2 separate regions of the Gossypium hirsutum genome follow, and region 2 is linked to region 1. The links are chromatin contacts, called in public Hi-C maps. All regions are on one chromosome and are shown on one strand. The core of a region is the stretch at or near the end of the contact, and the rest is flanking DNA. Distances in the headings are between cores, read along the strand shown.

Region 1 (7,368 bases), core at 1,618-4,117:
TTTACACGACGTAAAACTCGAATATGGGATCTTAAATTTTCTAATACCAAAGGCTCACTAGTAACTTATTAGAATTATTGTTTTGGATCTTTTTATCTTTTAAAAAAACTAATCTCTAAAAAAATTACTACCTTTATTAAACCTATTGTTCTCTAAACACTGGATTTTTTTCTATAATTTCTGTATAAATATTTTTAAAAATAATAATAAAAGTACTATGGAGACCCTTATACTAAAAATAGAATTGTATTCTACCTCCTCTACTTAAAAAATAAATAAATTAATCACTACACGTTAGATTGAAGATCAAATTAGTCATTTTATTAAAAATTCTGTCAATTTTTACTATTAAAAATTGGTCTTTGTACATTAGTATGAGGTACATATGACACGTTATGTGTCATTATCTGATTATTTCATCAATCACATCAATTTTTAACAATACAAATAAATAAAAATTTTAACAAAAAAGATTGATTTGCTCTTTGATATAACATAAAGAACTAATTTATTTATTTCTTAAATAAAAAATAAAATATAATTTAACTCTTAATACAATTGCCATGTATTTCCTTTAAAAAAAATGATGAGTTATTAATTATTGGTGAATCTTTGTACGAAACCAAAAGTTAAACGAGGTAAACAGTCAAACTTAATAAATAAAAAAACCGCCAAAAAGAATTTGTGGGACCTACCGCCAGTTGTTTGGGTAAGGTTTTGATATTAGACTTTGACCCCTACTTTTCCAATGAATTGCATATCAGACCCGTTTTAATTTTATTTTGGTTTAATGCACATTTTAGTCCCTAAAGTATACTGTTTTTCTCACTTTGGTCTTTAAAGTTTTTTGAGCCCACTTCAATCCCTAATATTATCAAAAAATTTTAGTTTAGTCCTTTTGAATGTTAAAAAATAGTTGGAATATTCAACTAATATAAATTGGAGCAATTTACCAATAAAAGCCCTTTTTTTCAAAAATTACCGAAATGGGCCCATTTTTTAATTATTTACCGGAATGGTCCTTTTTCCGGGAAATCGCGTCCACATCAGCCTGATGTCAGGGTACGCGTCAGGAAATAGCGTCCACGTCAGTGCGAGATGCTGATGTGGACGCAATTTCGGCCCTCGCGTGAACAGTACCCAACGGTCAAAAAAATAAAATACCGGGCCCATTTCGATAAATTTTAAAAAATAGGACTTTTTCGGTATTTTGAAAAAATAATTTTTGAATCTTTTTGTACTTGTATTTATTGTTTTAATCAATTAACTCTTCAATATTACAGCAATAGCAACAAGTACAAAAAAGATTCAAAATTGTTTCCAACAAGATACTAAGGGAAAAGAGCAAGCATCTTAACCAACTAAGCCAAACTAATTAATTGACATATTATAGAAATACTGTTATTATCTTAATTATATTACTTACGTTCTAACGATTTATCAGACCTATTCCATACACGTGTCAAATCAGAAAAAATAATACAACAATTCTGTAAAAAAAATCCGGTGTTTACTTCAAATAAATAAGGAAAATAATGATCTGAATATTTCAAAATTCAATTTTAAACCGAAAAAATCAAAATTTAGGGGCAAAAAAGGATCTTTTTCGACGAAAACTGTGGCAAACCGCCTTCGACTGTTTGTCAGCGCGTAGATCTCGAAAAGTTATTCGAAATAAAAAAAATCGTCTCAATCGGACAACCGAGCCAAAAGTTATGGCTTTTCAAAGTTTTCCAAGCTAAAAAACATAAACTGTTCATCCACGTCAGCAAATCGCGTCATCGTAGGCGCGATTTGTGTCCACGTAAGCAAAGCGCGCTGACATGGACGCGATGTTCTGACACGTCCCCTAACATCGCGCTGACGTGGACGCAATTTCGGGAAAAATGGCCCATTCCGGTAAATAATAAAATACCGGGCCCATTTCGGTAAATTTTTAAAAAATAGGACTTTTTTTGGTAATTTTCCCCATAAATTGCCCTATGTTATACTATGACATCATTAATCAAAAAAAGTTCAAAAAATCTTTTAAAATGAAAAATACTAAAAAATTTTGCCGAAAAATATTATAAATATTATAAAAATTATAAAATATAATAAATTATTAGAAATTTTAAAAAATATTAAAAATACCAAATAATTATAAAAAAAATTTGAAAAATTATTAAAATTTGTAAAAAGATTAGTAAAGATTATTAAAGAAATATGTGTGCACCCTTTTTGTTTGTTTAGCTTTCAAATAAGTGATGAAATGGCTTCTCTAAAATCTAAATATAGCTCCTTAAATTTCATTATATTTAGAAATAGTTTTTTATTATAAAAATACCTAAAATTACCCATAGTCTTTCTTCAACCCTTCAATAGGAGGATAAATGCGCTTCAGTGCGCTCGCTCTCGAATCCACATTCTCTTATATAGACATTAATACCAATGCAAACCAAGTTAAGACTCAATCGATAATAATATTTCTTAATCCTACACTATAAATAACAAAGCTATTTCACTGTCAAAGCATTCCTTATTTTAGAGAGAACATAATTTCTTTCTTAATTACTATAATTATTTTAAAGGTCTTTTCTGATTTTATTTTTGAAAATTCTAATTATTTAAGTGAAAAAAGTGACAATTTATAATTTTTATCTTTTAACTTGTGTAGTTTTTTGGGAAGACGATATGTAATAAAACTTCTTTGCATCAGTTATTATCATCGAGAGAATTTACATATCGTCTCAAGAGAACGACTTAATCCAGAAGAAATATCATGCAACATTCTCAAATGGTTTATGGTGACGATAATGGAGACCATGCTGACGAAGAAGCAGACTATGATGATCCAATGGCATTTAATGCTTCTTATGGACGAAAGGGTTGATGTGATAGGCATTTAGTGATTTTCTCACGTTCCTCTCTCCCATTTTCTTGTCAGTTTCTTCTCTCCCTCTTCCTCACGTGAGATTTTTCCATTTTCTTTGGTTCCAATTTTTTTTTTGTTTTTTTGTTTGGTGAGATTTTACTATTTCCTTCAATACGGTCTCGGGAGGTGGGTAATTGAGTTCCAGATCAAAGATGTGGTGCTTTGATCACGAAATTAGGTGTGGGTGCAGAACTCTTCGATTTTATTTGTGAATTGTTTAATTTGGTGTCGAAAGGCGGTGAGATTTGGCAAATTCGTGTGTTTCGATAATGGTGCAGTCATAACGTTGTTTCGATATTAGATTGCATCAAATTTAGTTTACTATAGTATGTTTCTGAATTATTTGAGGTTAAGAAGTGTTTGGGGATGAAATTTACAATTTGCAGTCTATTTCGAGCTGGTTTCATGACTACACATGTGCCCACACGATCGTGTGTATTTGAGAATTAGGGTTTTGGGGCAAATTTTGGTATGGCCATGTGACTGATTTGAGGATTTTAGTCAATTTTCACACGGGCGTGTGTTCTGGACACACGGTCGTGTCTCGTGGGCACACAGGCGTGTGAGGCTTCCACACAGTCGTGTCTGCCCTGCACTTTATTTTAGCACAAATGGACAAAGAGTTACACGGGCTGTCTGCACGGCCATGCTCCTGGGTCATACAAGCGTGTGTCATAGTCACACAGCCATGTGCTTCCTTTCACACGGGCGTGTGTCTCCTTCATATGGATGTGTTGACCCCACACGACTTATGCATTTCCACATGGCCGGGCACACGGCCGTGTGGCCCTATTTTCGCAAATTTTTATTCCGAGTCGGATTGTGACTATTTCGTATTCCTGTGTGTTTCGACCTTTGGCTAGGCCTTAGCAAGAGTAGCCGAGACTCCGTTTGGCTCGAATTTACGTGTTAATTGTTAGCATAGCACTAACTTAATGACTTGCCTAAGTGATGTTACCTAGTAGTTAGGTACTGTGACCTCTGATTGTGAATTTGGTCATTTCTTTATGTGCATTTCTGATTCTATTTGACTGAAGTATAAATATTCGCAAGTTGTGTGTATTGTTTCTGTAAGTTAGTTAATAATCTATTTGCATACAAGCATTCGCATAAAATTTCTGATTCTGTATCATGTTTCTGTATATTTGTCTTCAAATGGTGTGCTTTTTTGCATTTGCATTAAATTTTTGGGTTTGGTTGCGAAGAGAAAGAAGTCTGATTTGTTCTATTTTGACAGTTTTAATTGCAACTCATCAGTACTGCGGTTTACCGCACTGTACTACATATATGTCAGTTCTGCTGCATATTATCATCTGAGCGGCCTAGTCTACATACGTGGTGTGTAAGGTTGGATGGGCCTTTCGAGGTCCTATGTGGTGTGCATGGTTGGTTGAGCTTCTTACAGCTCATTCATGGTGTGAACAGGGGACGGAGAGGTGTTTGGTTGGATGGGTGGGATTATTTTCTGACTTGTTACATACCATTTGCATCTGTTTACATGTTGTTTGTCTGAATGTTGGGGTGCATGTACTGGTTTGTATCCACTAAAGTACTTAGTCTTGTGTGGTTAAGTATTGTGTGTGATTGAAATTTGGTATACGCGGCTTGTTAATTTTGTATTCATATTTTGTATTTCTGATTGGTTGTTCGGATAATGTTTTAGAGCATTCTGGTTTATTTCTTCGTCTTTTGCTTCTTACGTTTAGTTTCGGACTCACACTGAGCTCATGTAGCTCACCCCATTAGTTTTCCCTTTCAGGTACTCTCATAACTGAAGCTGGACTCGGTATACCAGAGGTCTTGAAGTGACATATTTTGAAATGAGCTAATCGATTCTTTTCTCAGTTCTTATTTTTGTTAAGCCATTTTTTATCGTAAACAATTATAAAAACTGTGGTATGAGTTTTGTTTTGGGTTTTCAAAAATTTTATTTTGGACTGAATTTCAGAGACTGCGGATTTGTGTTCTCAAATATTTTAAACATAACCTAAAGTATCCGTTTGAATTTTTAAATGATTGAACGTTTTATTTGAATTTGGCACAGTGTGTTTGTAACTAGACTTTTGGATAGCACGTTTGGTAAAGTTTTTCTACGATAGCTTCGATGATCAATGTGACCTCCGAGATCCAGTATAAACTTCTAGACCGGGTTTTGGGGCGTTAAAATTTTGGGTTGATTTTGGGTTAAGGGTCAAAAGCTAGATGGTGAGAAATAAGTGAGTCTTGGTGCATAGCGGGTCTCAAGTAGATGGTTGGTAAGAGTGGTGCGTAAGAGTTAAAGGGGAAAATGGTGGTGATAACATTGGGCAAATGGGGAAATGGTGAGTTAGTGATGCTTGTGCTTGTTTCAACAACTTTTGGCTATTGGTTTTGGGTCGAAAGAAAGGTGGTCAGATAATGAAAGCTTTTGTTTTTATCGGGTTTTGAGAGAAGAGAAAATGATGATGGTGAGGTTGAGTTGAAGATGGTAATGCATAGCGTATAGTGGTTGATGAGAGGGCCGTGGGTGTGTATTGTCGAGAGTGAGAGAGAGTCTAGTTGTTTGTTGATAAGATTTGTTAACTTTTTAAGTTTAGAATCAAATTGATAGAATATTTAAATATTAGAGAACTAAATTTATTATTAGACAATAAAAAAACTCATATCAAATTTTTAATAAATGAAAACAAAATACTAAATATTAAAATAATATAATATAAATATTTTTTAAATAACTTTTGAACAAAGTTATCTACTTTACACCCATAATCATTAATATTAATTGAATCAAATCATGTCCTATGTTGTTTGTCCATTTCACACAAACCTGCAGTGGGTTAATCCAGCTAACAAGCTTGGCCTAGTAAGGGGTGAGCAAAGGTATGCTTTTTCAAGCCCAAACATTTGGGTTGCCAATTTTAACACATTTATTATTTTTTTATCAATGAATAAAAAATCAGATTGGATCAATTCATGAAATTAATTGAAATAAAATTGATTGACATTTTATCAGTTCAATTAATTAATTTTTACTATTTTTTTATGTTTTTTCTCGTTTTCGTTTTAAATGCAAGATAAAATTATATTAAAAATAAATAAACATTTATGAGAATATGATATCCAACTATGATGATGGTGTGTTAGAACTTAGAACTATCAGACTTAAGGGTTGTCCAGTAAAAGAGAGTTGAAGTCAAACGTAAGTCGAGTTGGGGTGTCAAGTGGAAGAGAAAGACAATGATTGTGGAGTTGTGGAGGACAGATTTGCTACAATGGTGACCAACGAACGATGGTGGTGGCCTGGTGGACATCGGATGACGGTAGCTTGTTGGTTGGCGTGGTCATGTGGTCGTGGAAAATGCAGTAGAGTGTTTTGGGTTTTGGTAGATTAGGAATTATTTATGTAATATATGTTAAATGGCTTGTAATTTATTGGTAGATAATTGGACTCTTGCTTTCAGTGATTAGGAGTCCAACCATAGTAACATAAAAAATAAATACAATTTATAATATTAAAATTTGAGAAAATATTTACTATACTATTAGTGAAGTTTTTAAATTTCACAAATAGAATTAGGGTAGTGACAAGTATCTAATAAAAGTATAGTAAAATATTTTAAAAAATAAACATGCAAAAAAGGAGGAGAGACGTGACAATTTTTTAAGACTGATCATGGAATAAAAAATATATATTATTGGTGTACAAAATACTAACCCTTAAAATTTATATTGTAAACATTCTCGGTATATTAACAAAAATAAAAATAAAAACTAAATATAATTATTTTGTTTGATAGTAGTAAATCTTGATTTTTGAAAAAATATTTATTTTGTAATACTAATCTTATTAATGTAATATTGTATGTTATTTTAGATTTTGTTGGATTAAAGTTAATTATAATAATTTGAATATTTCTTTTTTAACAAGATAATTTATTTCATATGTAACACTCCTTACCCGGTCCGATCACCGGACCCGAGCTACGGGATGCTACCACAGAAAAAAGAGATCATCACATGCAATTTCGACTTAAAAATCAATTTCTCATTTCATAATCTGTGCAAAACATGATTAACAAACTAATTCGAGTCCCAATTGAGCTTTCAAAATCCCTAAAACAGCTTTGGGGATTAAATGAGGACCAAATTAAAACTTTTGCAACAAAATAGGGCAAACATAAAATAGGGGTCACACAGTTGTGTGAAAGGTTGTGCCCGTGTGTGCATATGTCACACGATCGTGTGTTCAGGCCGTGTAACTAATTGTGATTGTGTGATTCAAATATTACTAAACCTGCAGTATCCACATAGGCATGTGGCCAGCTCGTGTAAGGCACACACTCCTGTGCTAAGCTGCATGGGACAAATATGTCTTTTTAAGTGTTCATCATATATCAAGTAAGCCTATGATTCATGTACTGCATAAATGGCAACACAACCTGTAAAAATACTAATCAACCATCATATCAAACATG
Region 2 (7,368 bases), core at 3,069-5,568, 77 kb after region 1:
CTAAAACGTTTGTATTTGGTCCCATTTTCACCAAAAGAATTATTATACTTCCTTCATTTTTATATTTCATTATAGAAAAAATCTGTTCAACTTTTTAGTTTTGCTTAAAATTAATCACTACTTCACTTGAAGTAGTCTCGTTTCTTTGCAATTGTGCATAAGAGCGAGTTTATTGGTGTGTAAGGTATTGAACCTATGCTCGCTTTGAAATTTCTATCTATCTCCTCCTCCATTGGAGACAGATTGTTGAGAGAAAGTTTTCTTTTTCCTATAAATTTGAGAAATGTATTAGTAAAAGGAAGTCACAAGTCCAAAAGTAACTCGAGAAAGTAGAAAATAGAATAAACAATCTCAAAGCATTCTTGTAAGAAAAACACTACAAAGAAGTAAGTCCTACAAAACTACATAAAACATCTTTAGAGTGTCGTTGTGTAGGTAAAGTTTGCAAGGTGAATGTCATTTGCAGTGGCAGAGCCAAGAGGGGTAGGCAGGGGCCCCGACCCTCTTAAAATGGAAAATTTTACATTTAGCCCTTTTATAAGTTATAAAATTTTAAATTAAAAATGGTAAAATTGCACTTTAGCTCCTAAAAATAATAAAAATTTGATTTATCCTTTAAAATTTTGATTTAATTTCATAAATGAAGTAATAAACAATCTCAAAGCATTGCTGTAAAAAAAACACCACAAAGAAGCAAGTCCTACAAAATTACATAAAACATCTCTAGAGTGTCGCTGTATAGGTAAAGTTTGGAAGGTGAATGTCATTTGCAGTGACGGAGCTAAGAGGGGCAGGCAGGGGCCTTGACTTACCCCTAAAATAGAAAATTTTCAGTTAGGCCCTTTATAAGTTATAAAATTTTAAATTAGTAATGGTGAAATTACATTTTATAGAAAATTACACTTTAGCCCTCCAAAATAATAAAAGTTTGATTTGTTTATTAAAATAGTGAAATTACATTTTTACTATTGTAAAAATATACAATTTAATTCCACAAAAAAAAATTCTGGCTCTGCTACCGGTCATTTGTTTCTCATGTATGGAAGAAACTTGATGAACCCAACAATTGTTCTTCAACCTCCACTTTCTATTCTAATTCCTATATCCTTTGGCCTCATCGAACATTTAAAAGCTAACACAAGCTTTTTTTTTTCTTGAAGGCTATAAGAGAAAAAACAAGAGCAACTTTCAAAAATGAAAGTTTTTACAACCGTATTTATAGAGTTATTGATAGGTAATTAAAATTTAAAGATAATTATTATTTAATTTTAAAATTATAATTTTAATAGATTTATGATTATTGAAAGTAAAAAGATAATTAATGTTAAAATAAGTTTATATAAAAATAGCTAAAATAGTTTTATTCAAATTATCTTTATTATTTAATTAAATATTTAACTAAATTTTAAAAATAATTTTATGGATAAGATATAAATAAATATTCAAGTTAAATCAAATTGGTAAATCATCTAATTAATTTTTATTTTATTAAATATTTATCTAAATTTTAAAATTTTCAACTATCTAATTAAAATTAGACTTGTTCATGGATTGGGTTGGTCAAGTAAAAAATTTAGGTTTGTTTTCTAAGCCTAGGCTCGACCCAACCTGAAATATGGGTTTAAAATTTTGCTCAAGCTTGTCCCAAATAAAAATGCTAAAACTTGAGCCCGACCCGCCCGTATTAAAATTTTTTATATAAAAATAAACTTAAAAGATATAATATATCAAATGCACTAAATACATTAAAATAAATGTTTCTCAACAAATTGAAAAAATATTAAAAAAATATGTTTAAATAACACTAATAAAACAAGAGTTATATAATATCCAAATAATATCAACAAAATAATAGCAATATAATAGCGAAATGATAGCAAAACAATAAAAAAATGGTAAAATAATAAAAAACAACAACGGTTTTTTTTTTTTGCAAATTCAGGTTAGGCCTAGTTGGGCTCGGGCCAAAAAAAGCTTACCTGAAAATAGGTCTTATTTTGTTGTCAAAACTCATTTTTTTGGTCTATATTTTTATCCAAATCCTCTCACCTCTCGAGTCCGGCCTGGCATATGGACAAGTCTAATTAAAATTACAACTTAATATTTAAAATTATTATCTATTAAAATTTTCAAGATTGCTTTTAATTTTTTTTAAATGTAAATGTGCTTTTTGAAACATAAATGAAAAATTATAAAATTTACCTTTAAAAAATTATAAAATTAAATAAAAAAATAGATGCCTGTTATTATAATTTTAGTGTTTATATATATCTTATTCTATTATATATATAATCTAATATAATTATCAAAACATTTTAAAAAATTAAATATTAAAAAAATTCAATTCAAATTTTTTAAACATTTCATCAAACACCTTAATTTAAAAATTCTTTTGTGTTGCAGATTGAATTTTAACTCGATTAATATGAATATTATTGTCAATGCAAGAGGATATGGGTTCGAGTATGTTGAAGCGCATTATCCTCCTATTTATGGATTGAGGATGAGCTATAGTTAGTTCTAAGTATTGTGTCAAAAGAAACATATATGATCGGACCCTATAATGGGAATATTAAGAAAAAAAATCTCTTCTGTGTTTGATATTTTTTTATATGGGTATATAAATAAAATCATGAAGATAAGGATAAATATGTATATCCAATTTTAAAACTAAATAACAAATATCTAGTTTAAATTTTTTTTAAATTTGTATAAACACAAATTATTTCAAATTCATAAATAAAAAAATAAAAAAAAACAACAGAATGTATATTAATATAGACAATATTTTAGATCAATATGATAAAGATATCTGATTGGCTCAAAAACTTATATGCATGACAAGTACTATTATATTAATAAATTTAACGGTTAGATTGTTAAAATATTACTCATATAAAAGTTACGGAATGGTGTAAAACTTGTATAAGTGAATCTCTCCCCATAAATCACTAACAGAATTTGTATCACAAATTTATAAATATCTAAGAAAAAAGATTTCATGTATAAATTTTCATTAGTTAAAATATTCACAAAAATATTTATAAGGAAAGAAGGTTGCTTCAACTCAAGATCTAAAGAGAATTAATTGTGTTGATTTTGAATCTCTCACCAAATAAGACTATTAATGAGAAAAAGCTTTAAAGAAAACTAATAAAAACAATCTAATAGTTAGATTATATTTTAAAGAAAGCCGATGGTTTCAGATCTATCACTAACTAAGACTTCTAACGAGGTTCGAATCACGATGCTTCTCAAATATTAACGAGTTTTATTTTTACTATACTTTAAAAGATACGAATTGTTACCCACTTGTGAGATTTAAAAAACTTATAAAAAAGTATTTGAAAATTTCTCAAACTTTATTTCCTCAAAAACTTTTATTATTCTTGAGATTTTAAATTACCAAACTATCCCCTCAACCCATGGTTATTAATTAACCAAAGGTTAACCAATCATGACAAATAGCTAGTATAAAATAAAGGGTTTGGGGGTGGGGGACTGTTTGAAACCCTACTCAAAAACTTGCCCATACTTTTTTTCTCTCCTATATATATATTTAACACATTCATTATTCACCCCCAAAGAGTTTTTTTTCTTTAAAGATTTGAAAAAAACAAACCCAAAGAGAGAGAAGAAAAATAGCAAAAAGAGAGGGGCTTAATAAAAAACCCTAAAAAGAAAAGGGTAGAAAAAAAGTAGCAAAAGAGAGAATTTGAGGGGTGAAAAAGAAAAAAAACCCCAAAGGCAAAGGGAGTCTAAAGGGAGGGGCTATCGAAAATCCTTGCTTATTTTCACACCCCAAAGGGGCCAAAAGGAAAAAATATAATACTGGTATGTTTATTTTTCAATTTTCTCTCTTTATTTTTGAAATTTTTTGTTTAATTAGTCTAAATTTTTATAAGATAAATTCAAAATTGTTTGAGAATCTTGGATTTTCTATTCAAGGGTTTGTATCTGTAAAACCTTGTAATTTAGCCCCTGAAGAAAAGTTCTAAATCCTTTTTTCCTCTTTTCGCTCCATCTGCAATTAAGAGAAAGTGAGAGAAAGCGCGGGACAAACCAAAATTCACAAATCAAAACCCTAGATGATTAATTTTCATTTTTTTCCGCCAAAAAATTGATAGCATGCAAGACCCCAGATGTTTAGTTGGTATTTAAAATCTAAATATTTCAGTTGTGAGTTTTTTTTTTAAGTTTGTTTTTATTTCGTTTTGGTCCCCCAAAATTTTATTTATTTTGCGTTTTTGGTGAAAGAATGAATGATTATACAAATATACAAAGAATTATTTGTTTTTAGGTTTTGAATTCGAAATCCATGGCAGGGTGGTCTATGAGAGCTGATGGTCTTCACTAGATTGCGCTAAAACCCTAGAAAAACTCGAGCCAGCTTTGGTCGATCTCGATCCCTTTTCTGAAGGATTGTTTTGAAATCTGAACCTGATAAGATTAGGTTCTGGTTTAACAAGTTTCTTGGGTTGTTTTTAAAAGAGGTTTGTGCCCAAGGTTGCTATCGGCCTCTTCCTCCATTGCTTGCAGATGGGCAACCTGTGGATTTGTTTAAGCTTTTCTTGGTTGTAAGTGAGAATGGTGGGTACAATGCTGTTTCAAACAGTGGGTTATGGGATTTGGTTGCTAAAGAATCTGGGTTTGATTTAAATGTGGCTTCATCGCTTAAGTTAGTTTATGTTAAGTACTTAGTTTCATTAGAGAGATGGTTGGAACAATTTTTTCAAAGTGAAGACTCGAAGATTGAATCGAATTGTAGTGGTCATTTGATGGAGTTGGGAGCTGAGCTTAAAGGGTTTTTGTTGGAATCGAAGAAGAAAGTTATGGAATATTCACAAGTTGAGGAGAGTATAGTGGCAGGGTCAGATGGAGGAGATAAATGTGTAAAAGGGGAGGAATCTATGCGTATCGATTTGACAAAGAGGGTTTTACGTTATGAGGAAGTTGAAAATTTGCAGAATGATGATGATCTCAAGAGTACGTTGGTTGAAAATTTGCAGAATGATGATGATCTAAAGAGTACAGTGGTTGATTCGGAGTGTGAAAAGAGGTTCATTTTAATCGATGTAGATGATATGCCTTCCGATATGGCGAAAAGTGCAACCAACTCAATGTGTAACGAGGATGAGGATTGTGTTGAATGTAAGCAATACACGGATATTGTTGATGACGATGATGTTATGATATTAGATTCAAACAGCATTAAGGAAAACTTTTCATCTCATAAGAGAAAACGGGATTCTACATGGGAAATGCTTAATTGGGTTAACGAGGTTGCAAAGGATCCTTGTGCTTTGGTGGTTGGTTCATTACCAGAGAGTTCAAAATGGACGGCTTATGGGAGTGAAGAACTTTGGAAGCAGGTTTTATTGTTTCGGGAAGCTGCCTTTGGCAGAAAGGATGATAGTTCAAGTGCTGGCCAGTCCAATTTGCAGGTACGTATCACCCTTTTCTAAGCTTGCCTGCATTTTATTCATTAATTCAAGCTAGATGTTAATTTACTTATCACCTGTTCCTTTTATTGTTTATTTTGTTAATTGATCTTAGAATAATTTATATCATTCTTAAATTTCAATTTCATTGAATGCTGTGGTGGTAGTTTGCTTGAAAATGCTCCATTATTCATTTTTACTTCCTTGTGATTAATAAGATCAGCTGCATGCCATCCATCTTGGTGCTAGAAAAGGAAAGTAGCAAAATTAGCCATTGTTGATAAAAGTACTGAGAGGCCCTTATATTATGAGTCAGATTGTATTTTGCACATCTACTAATGAGTAAATTAGTCCATGTAACTTAGATTAAATAGCAAACTGGTTCTATTAAAAATTTCTTTTATTTCTACTTTTAAAAATTGGTTCATGTACGTCAACATGAAATGCAGGTGGCACGTCACGTGTAACTGTTTCACCAATTTTTAACTGTAAGAATTGATGAAATTTTAATAGAAATGATCAGTTTGCCTTTTATTCTAACGTTTAAAGATTAATTTATTCATTTTTTTAATAAATAGTGCAAAATTTAATTTGACTCTTAGTAAGGGGCCTCTGTGTTACTTTTAACATGATTGTTCTAAACATATCTATTCATCACTCTGTATGTCCTTAGATTTAGGTTGTTTCTGTGAGTCATATTTCATCACATTCATTCAGGGGTGAGCATTTGATAGAATTAAGTGAAAATTTTTTGAGTTAATCGAGTTGATTAGTCCTATTTTATCATCCTAACTCGATTTGAATTTTTTTTGAATTGAGTCGAATGAAATTGTTTGAGTTAAATTAAAAAATTAAACATGTTAAATTTGCTCATTTTTTTGATTAGTCTTATTTCTATCAATTTGCTCATTTTCAAACTTGACAAGGACAAAAAGATATTTACATCAATCTGTTATTTGAATTATTCGATTTATTTGAATTGTAAAATTCAACTCAATTAATTTGAATAACTCAATTCAATTAACTCGAAATTCGAATTTATTTTTTGATTTGTTCAAATCGAATCGAGTTTTGTTCACTTTTCATTTAGTCTCATTTTGTCTCTCTACTTGAATGCGCGGTGTAATTAAAAATAGTGGCGAGCCTTGTAGTAGAGAGAATAAAATCAATAATGAACTTTGTTGTATGGATTAAAATCAATAATGAACTTTGTTGTATGGATGCAAACATAGTGGTTGCGGTGAAATGAGAAAGAAAATGACCATTAATTTATAATTAAAATATTTTTACCTATGTTATCTATGCTAGATTAACTTGCTTCACTATATGGGTGACAAAAAAATTCTTATGCTTCAACAAAAAAATTCTTATGCTTCATACATATTTTGTAAAAAATAAAAATTATAAATTTTCATGTAACTTTGTTAAATTATTTATGGTTTTATTTAGGGTTGAGCAAAACTCGATCTAATTCAAAAAAGTTGATTTTTTTTTAAATTTTGTATTATTCGAATTATTCGAGTCAATTCGAATAAGTAATTCGAGTTTCGAGTTTGAATCGAGTTGAATTTTACAATTCGAATAATAGATTGGTATAAATACCTTTTTGGTCTCTGTCAAGTTTAAAAATGAGCATATTGGTTTCTCTCAACAAAAATTATAAAATAATTCAAAATAATTTTCAAAAATTTAAAATGATTTTTAAAATTCAAAATATTTATAAAAATTTCAAAATAAATTCTAAAAAATATATGAAGTTAAAAAATTAAAAATTTTCTAAAATAATAATTTTGGGATCTAAATAAATTAATTAATAGTTCAACTTTATCATAGTATTTTTTTTTATTATTTTGCTTTAAAAAGGTTTTCAAAAATATATGGTTTTAAATTTATATGCTCTAACATGAAATTAGTTATACTGAAATCG

The links. Hi-C and Micro-C count contacts between places; a contact is called where the count stands out from the background.
Region 2: a Hi-C map of leaf shows a contact between it and region 1, with 2.5 times the contacts expected there. The contact joins the promoter of LOC107945943 here to the enhancer-like site in region 1. A contact is called at or near these places in 8 of 34 Hi-C or Micro-C datasets (anther, callus, leaf and 2 more).

Annotation. Positions count from the first base shown.
Region 1 is chrD12:40,220,469-40,227,836 of Gossypium_hirsutum_v2.1, forward strand. No RefSeq gene overlaps it. Among protein-coding and RNA genes, the nearest start is that of LOC107943015, 9.8 kb to the left of the region's middle. Within about 2 kb of position 2,868, at least 1 of the 9 cell types and tissues checked has an H3K27ac peak or open chromatin away from gene starts, as enhancers often do. A contact at or near this core is called in leaf, where this site is marked.
Region 2 is chrD12:40,296,221-40,303,588 of Gossypium_hirsutum_v2.1, forward strand. LOC107945943 (AT-rich interactive domain-containing protein 1) reads left to right here and starts at 4,319. Exons shown (of 3, transcript XM_041107994.1): 1 at 4,319-4,326; 2 at 4,421-5,444. The coding sequence starts at 4,319.